Regions from separate parts of the Mus musculus genome. Here regions 2 and 3 are each linked to region 1. A link is a contact called in public HiChIP or PLAC-seq data. All regions are on one chromosome and are shown on one strand. The core of a region is the stretch at or near the end of the contact, and the rest is flanking DNA. Distances in the headings are between cores, read along the strand shown. Region 1 holds the start of Spata2 (spermatogenesis associated 2). Region 2 holds the start of Ptgis (prostaglandin I2 (prostacyclin) synthase). Region 3 overlaps B4galt5 (UDP-Gal:betaGlcNAc beta 1,4-galactosyltransferase, polypeptide 5).

Evidence for each region. HiChIP or PLAC-seq counts read pairs in DNA pulled down with a chosen protein or histone mark.
Region 2: an H3K4me3 HiChIP or PLAC-seq map of embryonic stem cells shows a contact between it and region 1, with 23 read pairs. The contact joins the promoter of Ptgis here to the promoter of Spata2 in region 1. A contact is called at or near these places in 3 of 39 promoter capture datasets (the C10 cell line, neural stem cells and stem cell-derived epiblast-like cells), 2 of 15 datasets of contacts at CTCF or cohesin (large pre-B cells and pro-B cells), 11 of 484 Hi-C or Micro-C datasets (cerebellar granule neurons and embryonic stem cells), 24 of 115 datasets of contacts at active chromatin or transcription factors (the 230-238 cell line, the SCID.adh cell line, bone marrow-derived macrophages and 12 more) and 2 of 9 other capture datasets (embryonic stem cells and liver).
Region 3: a contact with region 1 is called in an H3K4me3 HiChIP or PLAC-seq map of bone marrow-derived macrophages, with 3 times the contacts expected there. The contact joins the enhancer-like site here to the promoter of Spata2 in region 1. A contact is called at or near these places in 2 of 484 Hi-C or Micro-C datasets (CD4 T cells and bone marrow-derived macrophages), 13 of 115 datasets of contacts at active chromatin or transcription factors (the 230-238 cell line, the SCID.adh cell line, bone marrow-derived macrophages and 7 more) and 4 of 9 other capture datasets (adipose tissue, embryonic stem cells, liver and 1 more).

Annotation. Positions count from the first base shown.
Region 1 is chr2:167,490,145-167,495,261 of GRCm38.p6, reverse strand. Spata2 (spermatogenesis associated 2) reads left to right here and starts at 2,388. Exons shown (of 3, transcript NM_170756.2): 1 at 2,388-2,503. It also overlaps a transcript of Rnf114 not described here.
Region 2 is chr2:167,237,423-167,242,539 of GRCm38.p6, reverse strand. It overlaps Ptgis (prostaglandin I2 (prostacyclin) synthase), which reads left to right and starts at 1,935. Exons shown (of 10, transcript NM_008968.4): 1 at 1,935-2,196. The coding sequence starts at 2,120.
Region 3 is chr2:167,316,685-167,321,801 of GRCm38.p6, reverse strand. All of the region lies in intron 1 of B4galt5 (UDP-Gal:betaGlcNAc beta 1,4-galactosyltransferase, polypeptide 5), which reads left to right. Among named protein-coding and RNA genes, the nearest start is that of B4galt5, 30 kb to the left of the region's middle. Within about 2 kb of position 2,576, at least 128 of the 459 cell types and tissues checked have an H3K27ac peak or open chromatin away from gene starts, as enhancers often do. A contact at or near this core is called in the SCID.adh cell line, adipose tissue, bone marrow-derived macrophages and 6 more, where this site is marked.

The sequences.
Region 1 (5,117 bases), core at 1,139-3,638:
ACACAGAGAAACCCTCTCTCACAAAAACAACAAAAAATTATTTTGTGTGTATGAACATTTTTTTTTTTTTGGTCTGAATGTATGTCTGTGCACCACATGTGTGCAATGCCCTCAGAGGCCAGCCAGCCAGCGGGTGTCTAATTCCCTGGGTCTGGCATGTGGATCTGGGGAACCCAGGTCCTCTGCAGTTCATCTCAGGGAGTTGCCACTAAATGTGGCAATTAGGGGTTTAGAGAAAGCTGTGAAGAGTCAGGTGGCAAGCTGTCAGCAGGTGTAGACTGTGCAGGTCCTGCAGGAAAATCAGCGATTGTTTTGCCCACCTGGTTTCCATGATTAGGGAACTAAAACTCCAGCTTCATTCAGGAGATAAGAGGCAGGCTGAGCTCCACGAGTCGAAGAGTAGCCTGGACTGCAAATGAGTTCCAGGCCAGCAGGTTAACACCAAGCTCTTGACTGACCTAGACTACCCATCTCTAACATCAAGTCCTTTAGGGCCTTGGTGCCTGTGCTCACTGTGAACTAAGCAGTTTCTATTATTATTATTTTAAAGATTTATGAGTGTACACCTGCATGCCAGAAGAGGGCATCAGATCCCATTATAGATGGCTATGAGCTTCTTCATGTGGTTGCTGGGAATTGAACTCAAGACCTCTGGAACCGCAGGCAGTGCTCTTAACCACTGAGCCATCTCTCCAGCCCCACTAAGTAGTTTCTTTTTTTTTTAATTTTTAAAAATGATTTATTTACTTATTTTATGTATATGAGTACACTGTAGCTGTACAGATGGTTGTGAGCCATCTTGTGGTTGCTGGGAATTGAACTCAGGACCTCTGCTCACTCTGGCCCAAAGATTTATTTATTATTATATGTAAGTACACTAGCTGTCTTCAAGACACACCAGAAGAGGGCATCAGATCTCATTACGGATGGTTGTGAGCCACCATGTGGTTGCTCAAATTTGAACTAAGGACCTTCCAAAGAGCAGTCATTGCTCTTAACCACTGAGCCATCTCTCCGGCCAACTAAGCAGTTTCTTTTCTTTTCTTTTCTTTTTTTTTTTTTCTTTTTGGTTTTTTTGAGACAGGGTTTCTCTGTATAGCCGTGGCTGTCCTGGAACTCACTCTGTAGACCAGGCTGGCCTCGAACTCAGAGATCTGCCTGCCTCTGCCTCCCAAGTGCTGGGATTAAAGGCATGCACCACCACTGCCTGGCTAGCAGTTTCTATGTAATTCATTCTGGCTACATCTCACCAGGGAGCTGGTATTATTATTGTTGTTGTTGCTATTGCTTTTAGCAGGTATTATGATGCAGGTCAGAGACTAAGTGGCAAGATCAAGGACACACTGCTAGTAGCCAGTTAAGTCCACACTGGGTGTCTCCCCACCCTCTTTTTTTCCTTGTTTGGAATGGAACCCAGGAAATACACACAATCTAGACAAGGGTTCTAGGACTGGGCTGCAGCTCCAACCTTTTATTTATTTATTTATTTTTTTGAGGGAGGAGCTCGATAAGTTACTCACCCTAGCTTTAAACTCACACTCCTCCTGACTCAGCTTTCCAAATAGTTAGGATTACAGAACCACACAGTGAGGTCGTCTATGAATTAATAGGAATCTACTATTTCCATTAATAATAATAATGCCCAGTTATTACTTGAGAAAGAGTTTCCCTATGTAGCAATTTCCTTTTACCTATATGAGCATGTTGCCTGAATCTACCTATGTGCATCACGTACATGCCAGATAACCGTGGAGGTGAGAGGTCAGATCCGCTGGTACTGGTGTTAATGGATGGTTGTAACCCGCCACGTGGGTGCTGGGAACGGAACCCAGGTACTCTGCAAGCAACAAGTGCAAACTGCAGAGCCCTCTCCTAAGCCTTTTTGACCCCGCCACCCCACCCCACCGGCATCCTTAACCTCCATAGCCAGCAGTAACACCCAAGGCCCTCTCCAGTCTCGCATGACCTCCGTCGTTCCTTCATTGAAATGGGATCGCAGGTCTTCCTGTCAGTCCGGGCTCTCCAGCACTGTCCTGACCAAGGGGAAGTTGATGAGGTGAAAAAAAACCCCAAGAAAACAAAAACCAATCTCCCCGCTCGCTCAGCAACCTGTTTCCATGACAACCCGGCCAGCCAGCGTCGGTGAAGCTCCGCGCGTCACTTCCAGTTAATTTGCTTCCGGGTTCCGCTCGTGCCTCCCCGCGGTCCCTAGGAGTGAGGTCCGGTTCTACGGAGAAGCGCTTGCCCTCCGCCTACTGCCGCCGCCTCTCCGTTCCTCGCGTACACCAGCTCGCCACAGGCTTCCGCCGCTCACGCCTGGGCCCAGCGCGCAGCCGCGATCCAGCCTTCCTCAGGGCCCGCCTTCGTGCGTCACTTCCGGAACAAATACTTCCGGGCTGCTTTTGCCCCCGGTACTGTTCTCGGTTCCCGGAGCCGGCGGGAGCGGCCGGGCCGTGTGGGCCTGTGCTTTGGAGGCGCTCGCTTTCCTGGCAGGCAGCGGTGGGTGAGTGCGGGTGGGGCAGGAGGGTGGACCCCTGCGCGCGCTGTCACCGGCCAGGCCCTCGGCTCTGTCCCGCGGCCGCGGCGGCTCCGGGCGGCTGGTCGCAGCACTGGCTCCCCGGTGATGGCACACGCGCCCCCGGCGCCCCCGGCGCCCCCGGGGGCAGGCACCGCGCTATGGCTCTCAGTAGGGAGGGGAGGCTGATCTAGCTTTGGATTTACCGAGTGACCTTGGCTGAGTCGCTCTGCTTCGGGATCCTTGGTCTCCCGGTCTATGGAGGAGGGACGCGGCGGCCTTCCGGGCCCGCGGTGGGCGTGGAAAGAGGACCCGGGTGTTGCACGGTGTCGGGGTGCAGCAGCGATGTTATGACAGGTCCCGGTATTTCAGTGACAGACGGAGGGGCGTTTGCGAGAGCTTGCCCAGTTTGTGCGATGCCCTGGGTTCTGACCCTAGTCCCCAGCACCACCGACAAAAGACACCACCAGTGGGAACTCCTTCCTTTGAGCTTGGGCGTTTTCCCCGCTGCCATGTCGGTCAGAGGAAGACGGCTCGCAGAGCTTGGAGTAGCCGCCACAGGTTTACATTCCCTGTAGAGAGGGGACTTGGCTCCCTTCAGAACCGAGAGAGGCTCTCCGGGGAGGGAAGCCAGGCTCCAGCACAGCCAAGGTTGTTTTCAGAGCTTTGGAAGGCCCCGGTGGCAGTGTTTCTGTAGGCTAGTAGGGGTGTAGGGCCCTTGTATTGTTTTACAGCCAGTAGGAGATGCCAGGGGTGGATCTGGGAGCCTCTTGCTTAGAATGAATGCATAGAGGTTGGGAGGAGGGAACGGTGGTAGAGCCACATCCCTGATCCTGTGTGGAGACTGAAGCTGGATCAGGGATGTGTAAACATGTAGTTGGAGAACTGGGACCCAAATAGCATGTGCCAGTATAGAGAGGGAATGCATTTCAGCGTTGCCACGGGGCTTATTTTTCTTGAGTGGGCCAGCAAAGATAAAGGTGAACCATTGCTCTCCTTCCCGGATTATTTTGGTTCTGTTTAGCTGAATTTTAAATGCGTTCAGCTTTCCACACTGGGTCCTGGCGACTGTGCGCCAGCCTCGTCTTCACTGAATTGCTTTACAAAGGGGCCCAGATAAGTGCAGGAGGTGCCACCCAGAGCCGATGGCACTAAGCATCCTTCTGCTTATGTGTTCCGGATATTCACAGAGCTTTATTTTTTTCCCCCTGCCAGCCTGGTATGGCTTGGCATTCCAGTCATTGGGTTGCTTGGAGAAATTAACAGCTTCTGTCTCTGGGCTGTCTTGCTCTCCAGTAACCAGGCTGTGTTTAGCAAAGAACGTGTTTTTTGTTGTGTTTTCTAGAGTGTTGGGAATAAATTGCTGGCTCTGTGCTCAGAAAAGACAGCAGTTAGGGCCAGCCACAAGGCAGCCTGTATTCTTATTCAGCAGGGATGATGTAACTGCCTCACTGCTGGCTGGTCTCTGGCCAGCCTTTCTCCTGGGCTTTTGAGCTTACATCACAAAGAGATTGGTGTGGGAAGATGGCAGTTTTGCTACTACCAGACTTTGCTTCCCAGCCATAGGGCGTTTTGACTGACCAAGCCTCTCAAGGAGCCCAGTCCAGAAGATGCAGCAAGAAGATGGCTTTTGCCTAGGGTTAGATTCAAATCCAGGTCTCAGATCCGCTCCTTCTTGGCCCTGTGACTTCAGTTTCTTCTGAAATATTAGAGTCATCCTATGGATCTTACTGATTTTTGAGCAGCTGGCACGGGGCCTGCTTGTGGTGACCCCTTTGTAATTGGTACCAATTGTAGCCAGAAACAAGTGAGCTGAATGAGAGGAAGTCAGTTCTTGGGGCCTGTTGGCCCTTTTGGCTCTGCCAGAGACATTGATTGCAGCTGAGCCTCTGTTTCCCCAATTGCTTCAAGGATGCAGTGGCAGATGTGATTAAACTGGGGAGCCTGTCGTGCCACTTGGAACGTAGTAGGCCCTTGTTCACTGTTTCATTCTCTTACCCCGCTTTGTGTGGTTGTTTTCTGGTGTTCACACCTGTGCATCTAGCCAAAGAGGAAGCCAGAGATTGCATGACTTTCTCTTAATCTTTCCACTTTAAATTTTCTTTCATTATTTTTATTTTATGTGATTGGGTATTTTGTTTTCATGCATGTTTGGACTGTGAGTCTCTAAAAGAGTGTCAGATTCCCTGGGGCTAGAGTTACAGGCTGTTGTAAGCCCCCATGTGGGTTCTGGGAATTAAATCCAGGTTCTCTGTAAAAGCAGACAGTGCTTTTAACCATTGAGCAATCTCTCCACACCTCTCCCACCACGCACACACATTTTTTTTAGGAAGACATTATTTTTATTAGATATTTTCTTCATTTACATTTCAAATGCTATCCCCAAAGCCCCCTATACCCTCTCTCCGCCCCATTTTTTTTTTTAATGTGTATATGCCTGTGCACTCTGGGCATCCGGGTGTGCACAGAAGTCAGAAGAGGGAGTTGGATCCTCTGGCACTGGAGTTATGGGCAGCTGTGAGCCATTATATGGGTGCTGGAAATCAAGCGCAAGTTCCCTGTAAGGACAGGTGTTTTTAACCACCGAGCCATCTCTCCAGCC
Region 2 (5,117 bases), core at 686-3,185, 250 kb after region 1:
CCAGGCAGGGAAATTCTGAGCTTGGATCCTGGTTTGGATGAAAACGGCCCCCATAGGCTTCATTTTGGTCAAGAAAGTAGGCGTCAGGCACTGCTCTGTGCCTGCTGCTCTCTCCTCGTATTATCAGATCAGACCAAGTGAAGAGGCCCTGTAACGAGGGGCCACTAAGCAGCAATGAGCTCTAAGTAGAAAAGGCACTGAGACACGGGAAGAAAATAAAAATCAAAAGATGCAGGGCAGCTGGGCATGGTAGCACATGCCTTTGATCCCTGAGCTTGGGAGGCAGAGACAGGCAGATTTCTGAGTTCGAGGCCAGCCTGGTCTATAAAGTGAGTTCCAGGACAGCCAGAGCTATACAGAGAAACCCTGTCTCAAAAAACCAAAAAAAGATGTAGGGTGAGAGGCCAAATCTGCCTGGACCACAGACATACCAGCACAGAGCAGGCTGGCTTGTACCAGCTCCTCCCAGCATCGCTGCGGCTGGGAGCTCAGGCAGAAGCAAGCGCTCTTCCCACTCAGGCTTTCCTCTCAGCTCCTGAGAGGGGCACAGCTCAGAAATGTCCATGTGGGTCCAATAGGTGACATGGCATCTCATATTCATCCAGACGGAGGAATAGACAAAGTGTTGGTGGTGTCTGTCAGCTTAACTTGTGAACATACAACAGCCCCTCATGCTGACAACCCAGGTAACGGGTCAACCTGGGGCGCCAGTCACCTTCCTGGAAAATAGAGAAGGACTGGCAAAACTCCCACAGCTGAATCTACCCATCTGCTTACCCTCTGGCCTTTGTCTCATGGGTGTCTATAAATGTTAAGACCTGCCATAGACATGGAGAGAGAGAATAGGTCTTAGCCTGCTTTGGCCGATAAACAAGTCCACTCTCCTTTGTCAGCCTTTTCCCCTGATTGCTTCAGAAATACAGAGAAACCAAAGTAGTGGGCTTTGGACCTGAGTATCAGTTAATTGGCTTGCTCTTTCGGGTAGAGGACAAGGTTTACTGGTAAGGGTGGCCTCAGCAAATGTGTTTGTTCTGGAGGGAGCATGTAGGAATGTAGCTGTGTTCTGAGTGACAAGGAGCTGTGGTAGGATGGTAGGCTCTGGGCAAGTATAGGGAAGGTTCTGGTAGGGCGTGTGCGTGTGTTTGTGTGTGTGTGTGTGTGTGTGTGTGTGAGAGAGAGAGAGAGAGAGAGAGAGAGAGAGAGAGAGAGAGAGAGAGAGAGAGAGAAAGAGAGAGATGACTGGGTATATGGAGCTCAGATTGGTTTCCAACTCACTGTGTAGCCAAATCTGGCCTTGAATGCCCCCTCATCCTCCTGCCTCCACCTTCCAAGTGCTGGGGCTTACAGGCTCAGCTCTGGTACTGTGGGGAAGTGTGACTACAGAAAATGAACCCAGAAGCCAGAGGGTCAGCTGGGGTAACAACTTGGGGGATGGGAGGAGCAGATGGGAACATACAAGAGGAACACTGTCAGGACTAGGGTGGGGGACCCAGCTTCACCTTTCCCTAACACCTGGGAGAAAGTCTACAATCACCTTTTCTTGGCAGACACATTGGCTGCTCTCAGATAAGTATAGCCCTGACCATTGGTCTTCGAAAGAAACACTCCTCTAGGCTAAGTCCATCCAGAGTGTTAAGTGGTGTGTGTGTGTGTGTGTGTGTGTGTGTGTGTGTGTGTGTAAGTAAAGCAGGGATGGGGTTTGACTCCCTAATGTAATATGACCACAGACAGCTTGCGATCGTCACCACAGTCAGGTCTGTGGGCTTGGGGCAGTCTTGTGTGGCTTTAGTTCCTGGTGAGGGGGACAGGGCTGGCGTGGGGGATGGGCTGGGAACCGTGGTTGCAAGAATGTGGCCGGAAGGCTCCCCTGGTCCGCTTTGGTCCAGTCTCCTCCTCTCTGCCCCCTTCCACCACCACCAGGGGCCCGCCTCCCCAACCCCCTCTCCTCTCCTCTGCGGCAGCCCGGCCATCCCTCCCTTCCCGCTCCTTCCTCTCCATCCACGTTTTCCAGTCGGACCCCTAGAGTCGGGGCCTTTGGGGCTGGCTGGGTTGAGAATCCTGCGGTCCGGTGTTGGTGGCGGTGACTTGTTGCCACCCTGCAGCCGCACACCCTCGAGCCATGTCCTGGGCTGCTCTGCTCGGCCTCCTGGCCGTGCTATTGCTGTTGCTGCTGCTGCTGAGCCGCCGGCGCGCGCGGTGAGTATTCCCCGTGACCCGTCAGGGTGCGGAAAGGACGCCAGGTGAAATTCAGGGTCGGCGGCGTGGGACCCGGACAGTGTTGGTACTACCCACTCTGTAGCCTGCACGGTGTCCCACGCCCTGGACTCCTAGACTTTCTGTGGCTCCATCCCGGGTGGGAACGCTGAGGCTGGGGACTGGCCGCGATGCCTGGCCACGGTCACACTGATCGAGGAATTCCCACTCATGGATGAGGGTCTAATATGGGATCCAGGACATACCTGCCAGCGTAGAAATTTGGGTAGAGTCGAAACAGATCCTTGGTCCTTTAAAAGTGTAGTGCTTTGTGGCAACTCTGCCATTTAGGAGAAAAACCAAAAACTTCTCTTCATCCCAGGGAGTCCGTCTGGCAGTAGGTCTTTGTGTAAGGCATTTAAAAATTAGTTTGAATAGCACAGAATCAGAATACATTTGATTTAAACCAAGCAAGTCCCTTCCCACCCTGACTCTCCTTCTCCCTTCCCCAGGCCTTTCCTGTTGCTCGATTTGGGCAGAACTTTCCAGATTTAAAAAACAAACAAACAAACAAACAAACAAAACAAACAAAAACTAGTCTTCCCCCTCCAGACACATATTCACTACTGCAGACTAGTTTGAGAGTTTCAGAGAAGTGGCAAATGTTATCGCCTTCCCTCCTGCTACCCCTCCGGAGGCTTGCATCCTATATTCTTTTAGGGTGTTTGTCCCATTTAGAAGCCAGCCCTGGTCCCTGCCTAGTAGCTGAATTTCAGACTCTGGAATGTCCATCAGTCTCCGCAGTCAGCTTCCAGGGCCTGGGCTTGTCCAACCCCACATCCCCAGATGTTTCGAGAGTTGCTCTCCTCCTTGGACTCCAGCTCGGATGATGGGGGCAGCTCTGCTGCGTGTTTACATTAGAGCGCCTGAAAAGCCCAGAAACCCCCGAGACTTGAGTTTTTAAACAATGTGTGAGCTGAGCTCACCCCAGGCTCGCTTCCAGGTGAAAGTTAAAACCATATATTCGCTTATCGGCCCCAAAAGGAGGGAACGAAAATTCAAGAGCCGTTCCTGTTAGGAATAGCTGGGTGTCTTTAGCTGTGGGCTCTCTCCGCACCAGATCTGTGTTTTCGGCTTCCAGCATTTCCTTTCTCACACCAGATGTTAGAGGTGACATCTGTTTCCACTTCTGGGCAGGTGTTCGTGGGCTTTATCTTTATCCATTCTGCCCGTGTTTTTGCCCGTGGGCTTTCTGGTTGTTGTGAGAGCATTCTTTTTAAAACGCGTTCTATATATTTGTTTTAGTGTGTGTATGGATGTGTGTGCACCGTGGTACCCATGTGCACGTGGTACCCATGTCAGAGGATGACTTACAGGTGTCAGTTCTCACCATGTGGGTCCTGAGGATCCAATTCAGGTCATCAGGTTGGTGGCAGACACCTTTACCCGCGGAGCCATCTTGCCGGCCCTACTTGAATAGTTTTTTGTGTTCCACACATGGTGCTTTTTGTTGTCTGCTGGGGTCTGTAGCCTGTGCGACACCCTGGGGCAGGTACAGCAGCAAGGAAGAGGATGGACCGTGTGAGGCAGGGCCTCTGGCTGTTCTCTCAGCAGGGACGGTCCCTCCCTGCCTGTGGGGCAAGTTAGTGTCCTCTGTCCCAGTTCTCAGCGTCTAAAGAGATGAGATGATGGTGATGACAATGGTGATGATGATGGTAGTGGTGATGATGATGGCAGTGAAGGGTGAACACCTCCCAGCAGCAAGGTTTGGGCTGATTCTTGTTGGCTGACAATCTGAGAGTTCTTTTATCTTGGTATGAAACTGTTTTTTATACCTCTGGGTGTTAGAAAAGAAGAGCCTACTGTTGCACAAAGAAACACAGAGACAAAGCAGGGAAGAAAAAAACAAAAAACCAAAAACCTAGTCGGGTAATTTCTTTTCGGAAAAGGCTGCACGGTGACCTGAGCCTGGCTGGCAGTAGCTTGATTAGCACCTGACCATCCGTCTTGTCTCTAATCTTCTGTACTTTTCCAAGACACAGCCCTGGCCTGCTGTAAATTCACATGAACCTCCCAGGTCTGGCCATGTCAGTCATTTCCCAGTGATGTTTGGTTAATTCTCGGAGCATGGCTGGGAAATCTCTAAGACCCCTCTAAAAACCAGTAAAAACATCATATAAAACAACATGTCAGACTTTCAAAAACTCCTCCGAAGCGGACTATGGTTATTTCTTAGTTTGATATGAAAGCACGTTGACTTCCCTGGCAACAGAGTCCGTGTGTTGGCATCTCCTTTGGAACTCCCATTTCCATGACCGAATTAGGTGAAGAACCAAAACCAGACAGGGGTTTGGACGTGGGACTGAATGCCTGTGTTGTAGAACTTCTAGGGGTGCAGTGATCCTCTGACGTCTCCGTGGTAAGGGGACCTGCCATCTTAGTTATGCCATGTGGTTGGTCCATAGCCTTCATCATCTTGATGATGTCACTCGTCAAGATGGTGACCAAGTCACACTCTTGCCTCCATCCTGATAGGTCACTGGGCAAGATGGCAACAAACCTCCTGGTTACGTTTTGACTGCTCTGAGCTCAGTTCTGTGATGAAATGGGCCCATCCCCATCAGGACACACATCGAGGGATCCATGCTTTCCACTGTCAGGCTCAGGGTGGACTGTCAGTCAGGCTCAGGGTGGACTGTCAAGCTCAGGTCTAGGCTACCAAACTGAAGAAACAAGAAATTCCTTGGTCCCAACCCAAGGCAGGGAGTCCCTGTGTCTTACCATAGACTCTAAGTGAGAGTCAAACAATGCCACCCGGATGTCATTTTGAAGTCCCCCAGGGCTCCTATACACGGTCTGTTTCTGGGCTGGGGGTCCAGTGAAGGAAGTGGAAATAACTGGGAGGTGCGCCCAGTGCCTTTAGG
Region 3 (5,117 bases), core at 1,327-3,826, 170 kb after region 1:
CCGGCGAGTTACAATTTTTATAGATGGTTCTGGTTCTGGGAAGCTCTTCTGGGCTTCAGGACAAGGAGGATGACTTGAAGGGGTCACTTGAGAATGTGGCATCCCTTGTTGGCTTTTGTAAAGCTGAGGTCATTCAGGTCTGGCAGTGGCAGTGCCCATCGCAGCACACGTGCAATGTGGCAGGCTGCAACTTACTCACGGGCAAGCAAGATGCCTCTGCGCGAAGCAGGCAGGGTCAGGGTCGGTCTGTCAGCTGGGAAGGTCAGAGACAGGAGTGAGCAGATCCAGCCATGGGATGGAAGGGCATCCGGAAAGGTAAGGACATTTGAACAGGCAGCAGCAGGAGCCCGATACCACAGGACAGACCAAGGCTGTGGGAGAGAGAGAGAGAGAGTGGACAAGAAACCAGACACACAGAGCCTTGCAGGTGACTGCACCTCCCACAGTATCTTTTCCTATTTATTTCCAGGGCACCATGGGTGCTGACCAACACACGTGTGGTGCTAACAGTATCTGAGGGCTGTGTGCAGTTTCTTCTGGCCCAGGGTTCCAGGGCGTGTGGTGTGAGGCTTGAGCATCTCTGCTGAACTGTCTGTGGGGATGTTCCTGGTATGGAGACTTGTGAGGCTTGGTCAGTGTCATGCTGTTCCGAATTAAACATTCTTAGTTGCAGTTAGAATTTATATTCCTACCTATATAGATGTGCAGAGAACTTGTTCTCATAAACAGCGTGGGCAAGCATGGGAGCTGTGGCTTACCTGCCTGTCCTGCGCTGCCCATGAGCTGGGTTCAGATATGCTCACATCTAATCAGGTGCCATTTAATAAAAGATTGGCAGCTGGGCAGTGGTGGCGCACACCTATAATCCCAGCACTTGGGAGGCAGAGGCAGGTGGATTTCTGAGTTCGAGGCCAGCCTGGTCTACAAAGTGAGTTCCAGGACAGCCAGGGCTACACAGAGAAACCCTGTCTTGAAAAACATAAATAAATAAATAAATAAATAAATAAATAAATGAATGATTGGCAAGTTTGTAGGATTGTTTGCAAGACACTGCATAGCTGTTAATTATTTTATTTTCTAATATTTGGAAATAAGTTGACTGGAAACAACCTGCGATAAACTAAGTGGCTTTTGTGTCTGGGATCAGAAGGCCTTGGGGAGCAACAGGCAGTTTCTCCCCAGTTAGCTTGAAATGAAAGCCTGTGTTCGCCCTTTGGCCTGTGTGATTCCACTTCCAGTTTCCTTAAACACTTTCTGTTGCTCCAAAGCATTTAAAGGATGTGATAATGTGTGCGTGCAAATTCTGCAGCCAAAAGTCTCCTTGCATTTTAGAGGAAAGAGATGTAGCTTTTTATTTTTGCTTTCTAGAAATCAATCTTTTTCTTGGTTTGTTTACCTGTTTTTGATATGGGGTCTCACTATGTAACCTTAGGTGGCCTTCCTCTGCCTCCCGAGAGCTGGGATTAAAGGTATGGATTACCAGGAATGGCTTTAAAACAAACAAAAACAAAACAAACCAGGGTCCCATGTAGCCCAGGCTAGCCTCAAACACTTATAAAGATGATGACACCCTTGAATTCCCAATCCTCTTGACTCAGGTCTCTGCTGAGATTACAGCCCTGAACCACCACACTTGCTTTTTATAACTTTTTTTTTTTTTAAAGATTTATTTGTTGGGGCTGGAGGGATGGCTCAGCAGTTAAAAGCACTGACTCCTTTTTCGGAGGATCTGAGTTCAATTCCCAGCAACCACATAGTCGCTCACAACCATCTGTAATGGGATCCGATGCCCTCTTTTGGTGTGTCTGAAGACAGCTACAGTGTACTCATATACTAAAATAAGTGTCTGTGTTTGAGTGCAGGTGTGCCTGTGTGTGCTCCCCTGTGCCCGTGTGTGCCCGTGTGTGCTCCCCTGTGCCCGTGTGTGCCCGTGTGTGCCCGTGTGTGCTCCCCTGTGCCCGTGTGTGCCCGTGTGTGCTCCCCTGTGCCCATGTGTGCCCGTGTGTGCTCCCCTGTGCCTCTGAAGCAGATTCTTCTCCAGGGACCTAGAGTTTGAGTTTCCTCAGCTAGACTCAAAGCCAGCAAGCCCCAGGGATCCCCTGTCTATGCACACCTTGGAGCTGGAGTGCCAGGTTCATTGCGTGGATGCTGGGATCTGAATTCTGGTTCTTATGATTGTTCAGTGAATGCTAACTCCTGAGCCATCTTTCTCTAGCTTTATAGCTTCTGTTTAAAAAGAAACTCATGTTTGTCATAACCTGTCGCTATGCTGTCTCAGTGTGTGCAGTGAGGAAATTTGAAATGTTTAAGTCGATGACTCTCATTTGAGCATCAAGTTTTTAAAACTGTAAATCTCTGAAGGTGCTCGGAATGGCTCCTGGCATATTGTGTTGGTGCCTGGCACTGAAGAATACTGGGAATCAGTTGAGCATGTGACCCTGACAGTAAAAAGATCATATCAGAGAATAACACGAGGATGGTTTGGGGCACTTGGGAAACTGGACTGCAGAGACAGCCCAGCTGTGAAACCTGGCTTTGCCAGGTCAGATGACCTAGGCAGACCTCTGTTCCTGCTTCTGTGACTCAAAGGCAACAAATAGCCTGCAAGTCAGTGACCTCAGAGGTCTCACACACAGGCGTTAGGAAACTCAGCAGTGCGGCAGGAAGCAGGAAGTACACTGACCCCATAGGAAGCCAGGAGAAGCAGAATCAGTGAGTTCGTCTTCCCTGACAGCCGAGGGAGAGCTGGGACTCTGTAACCTCTGGTGCTTAGGGTGGGATTCAGTTATTCAGAAACACAGCTGATGTTAGTCATAGATGTCAGAGCACTTTGAAAGTATTCCACACACTGGTGACACATTACTGTCTTTCGACATGTGAGCCTTGGTCCTCTGTGATACCCATGTGACAGAGACATCACCCCGGGTGCCTTCCAGAGTGTAGGTCTTGAAGATCAAACAGGTTACAGATTTTTAACCCATTTACCCATCACACAGACCAAGACTGAGCCTTATTGCTGCGAGGACCAGGTTGAACTGCAGAACATTGTCTTGCTTCTGCAGGAATGGTCAGAACTCACTGTGCAGTACAGGCTCTTCCTGTCGCAGCTTTGCAGGAAGGAGCAGGTCCCAGGGTTGGCTTTGGATGGAACCTTGGTGTTTTGCAGGGTGGGGATTTATTTGTTCTGAGTATTGATTAGTTGGCCCGCTGAGGTCTAGTCCTGGACACTTCCTTCAAGGCCATGGCTTTCAGCATGGTGCTCACACCCGAGACAGCTCCCACTGTGCTGTGCCTTGCTCCCTAGGCACACTAACCAGTGCACAGGTCTACAGTAAAGACTCCTGCCTGGGTTTGCTCTTGATCTCTCTTTGCCTCTTGGCTTCATTATGTCCCGTTATTTTCTTCCCAATCTGGTAGTTTTGTTAGGGATTTTTTTTTCTGTGTGTGCAAGAGACAACTGCAGGTGGATTAGAACTCAGGAGGAAAGAGGAGACGCCAGCTCTGTGCCTGGAAATGCTCCGAGTAAGCCACAGCTTCGAGGAAGAGTTTATTTTTCTTATCTGTGTCATGGTTATAAGAGATTCCTCAGTGTAGGCATGGGGCCGGGTAATAATTAGTGTCATCCATCAGCAAGACTGATCTGTGCAAAGTGTCACTTTAGCATCCCACACTGGACAGCCTTCCTTAACTGATGCCTGCTCTGTGCTGTCTCAGCCTCCCCCAACCCCATGCTTTCTCCCGCTTCTACAAGAGAAGGCTAAAGTCTGTGGGAGGCATTTGCTGACTGGGCTGGGCACCTCACAGTTGGCTTTCAAGCTAAAATTGGCTTTTAACTGCAGTTCAACCAGCGTTGATCAGAACCACGGTGGTGGGAAGTACTGCTTGTCAGTGTAAAGTCACTCTATGTCCTGGAGCACTGGGCTTTGTAGTTCCGAGATTCTGACTTCACTAACCACATGGCTAACACTCTAAAAGTCATTTGAAACAAAACGTGTTCACTGGTATGGAAAGAGGGTTAAGACAATATCTTCTCATAAAGTCGGTGGGCGACGTAGGGGTTCAGACTGGAGGTCCGTGTGTCTGCTTGGACATTGGCTTGTTTGTTTGTTTGTTTGTTTGTTTGTTTGTTTTTCGAGACAGGGTTTCTCTGTATAGCCCTTGCTGTCCTGGAACTCACTCTGTAGACCAGGCTGGCCTCGAACTCAGAAATCCGCTTGCCTCTGCCTCCCAAGTGCTGGGACTAAAGGTGTGCGCCCCACATCTGGCTGGACATTGGCTTGCATGACTAAGTTTAGTCATGACTTAAAAGTTTCTGTATGCAGTTCATCTTGGTGACTTGTGCATATAACAGAAGGGTGCGATACTTATAGGGTCCTGTACAATCTGTCACTGCCAGTCACTTGGTGTTTGACAGGAGGGCACTTAGCAGCTTCTCTAATAATATTAAGGGGATTTTGCCTCCAGCAAGCTTAGTATGAATTAGTAATACACTATGTATGGCTGCTCTCTACCCATAGTTAGCAGGTCTCTAGTGACTCTAGCCAAGGACTGGTGGGTTTATTACCAGAAATACCCTAAACAGATTTTCTGCCAGCTGATTCTGTAGAGAGTCTGTTGATGTTTCTGGTGACATGGCAGGGCCAGGTGCTGGTTTGGGGAGTAGCAGGAGCCTTGAGCTGTCTGCTGTGGAGCCTTCTGATGGGGGGCGGGGCTGCAGTTGGCAGTTTTTGGGTAGCAGATGAACAGCTTGCTCTTTGCACCTGGACTGTCAGCATGGGCATCAGTGTTGTCATTGTGGACAGCTGAGGCTGTCCTTAGCACAGCCGAGTTGGAGGTTAAGACAATGTAGGAGGGACACACATGGAAGTGGGGTTGTCTGGAGGGGCTGGGAAAGTTGAGTAAAAAATTTTGTCGAACATCACTGGGGAACATTTTGGACCCAGTCCAAAGTGGAATTTTCTTTGCAGATGGCAGTGTACTGCAGATTGCCTGAGTTCTTGGAAATCATTCTTTCTGCATGGTGTTTGTTAGATGGTGCTGGTCCTAGGCAGGCTGAGTCTGGATCTGTGACTGTTTCTCTTTGTTTGGCAATATTTGCCTTCTTGTTCTTTTATTTT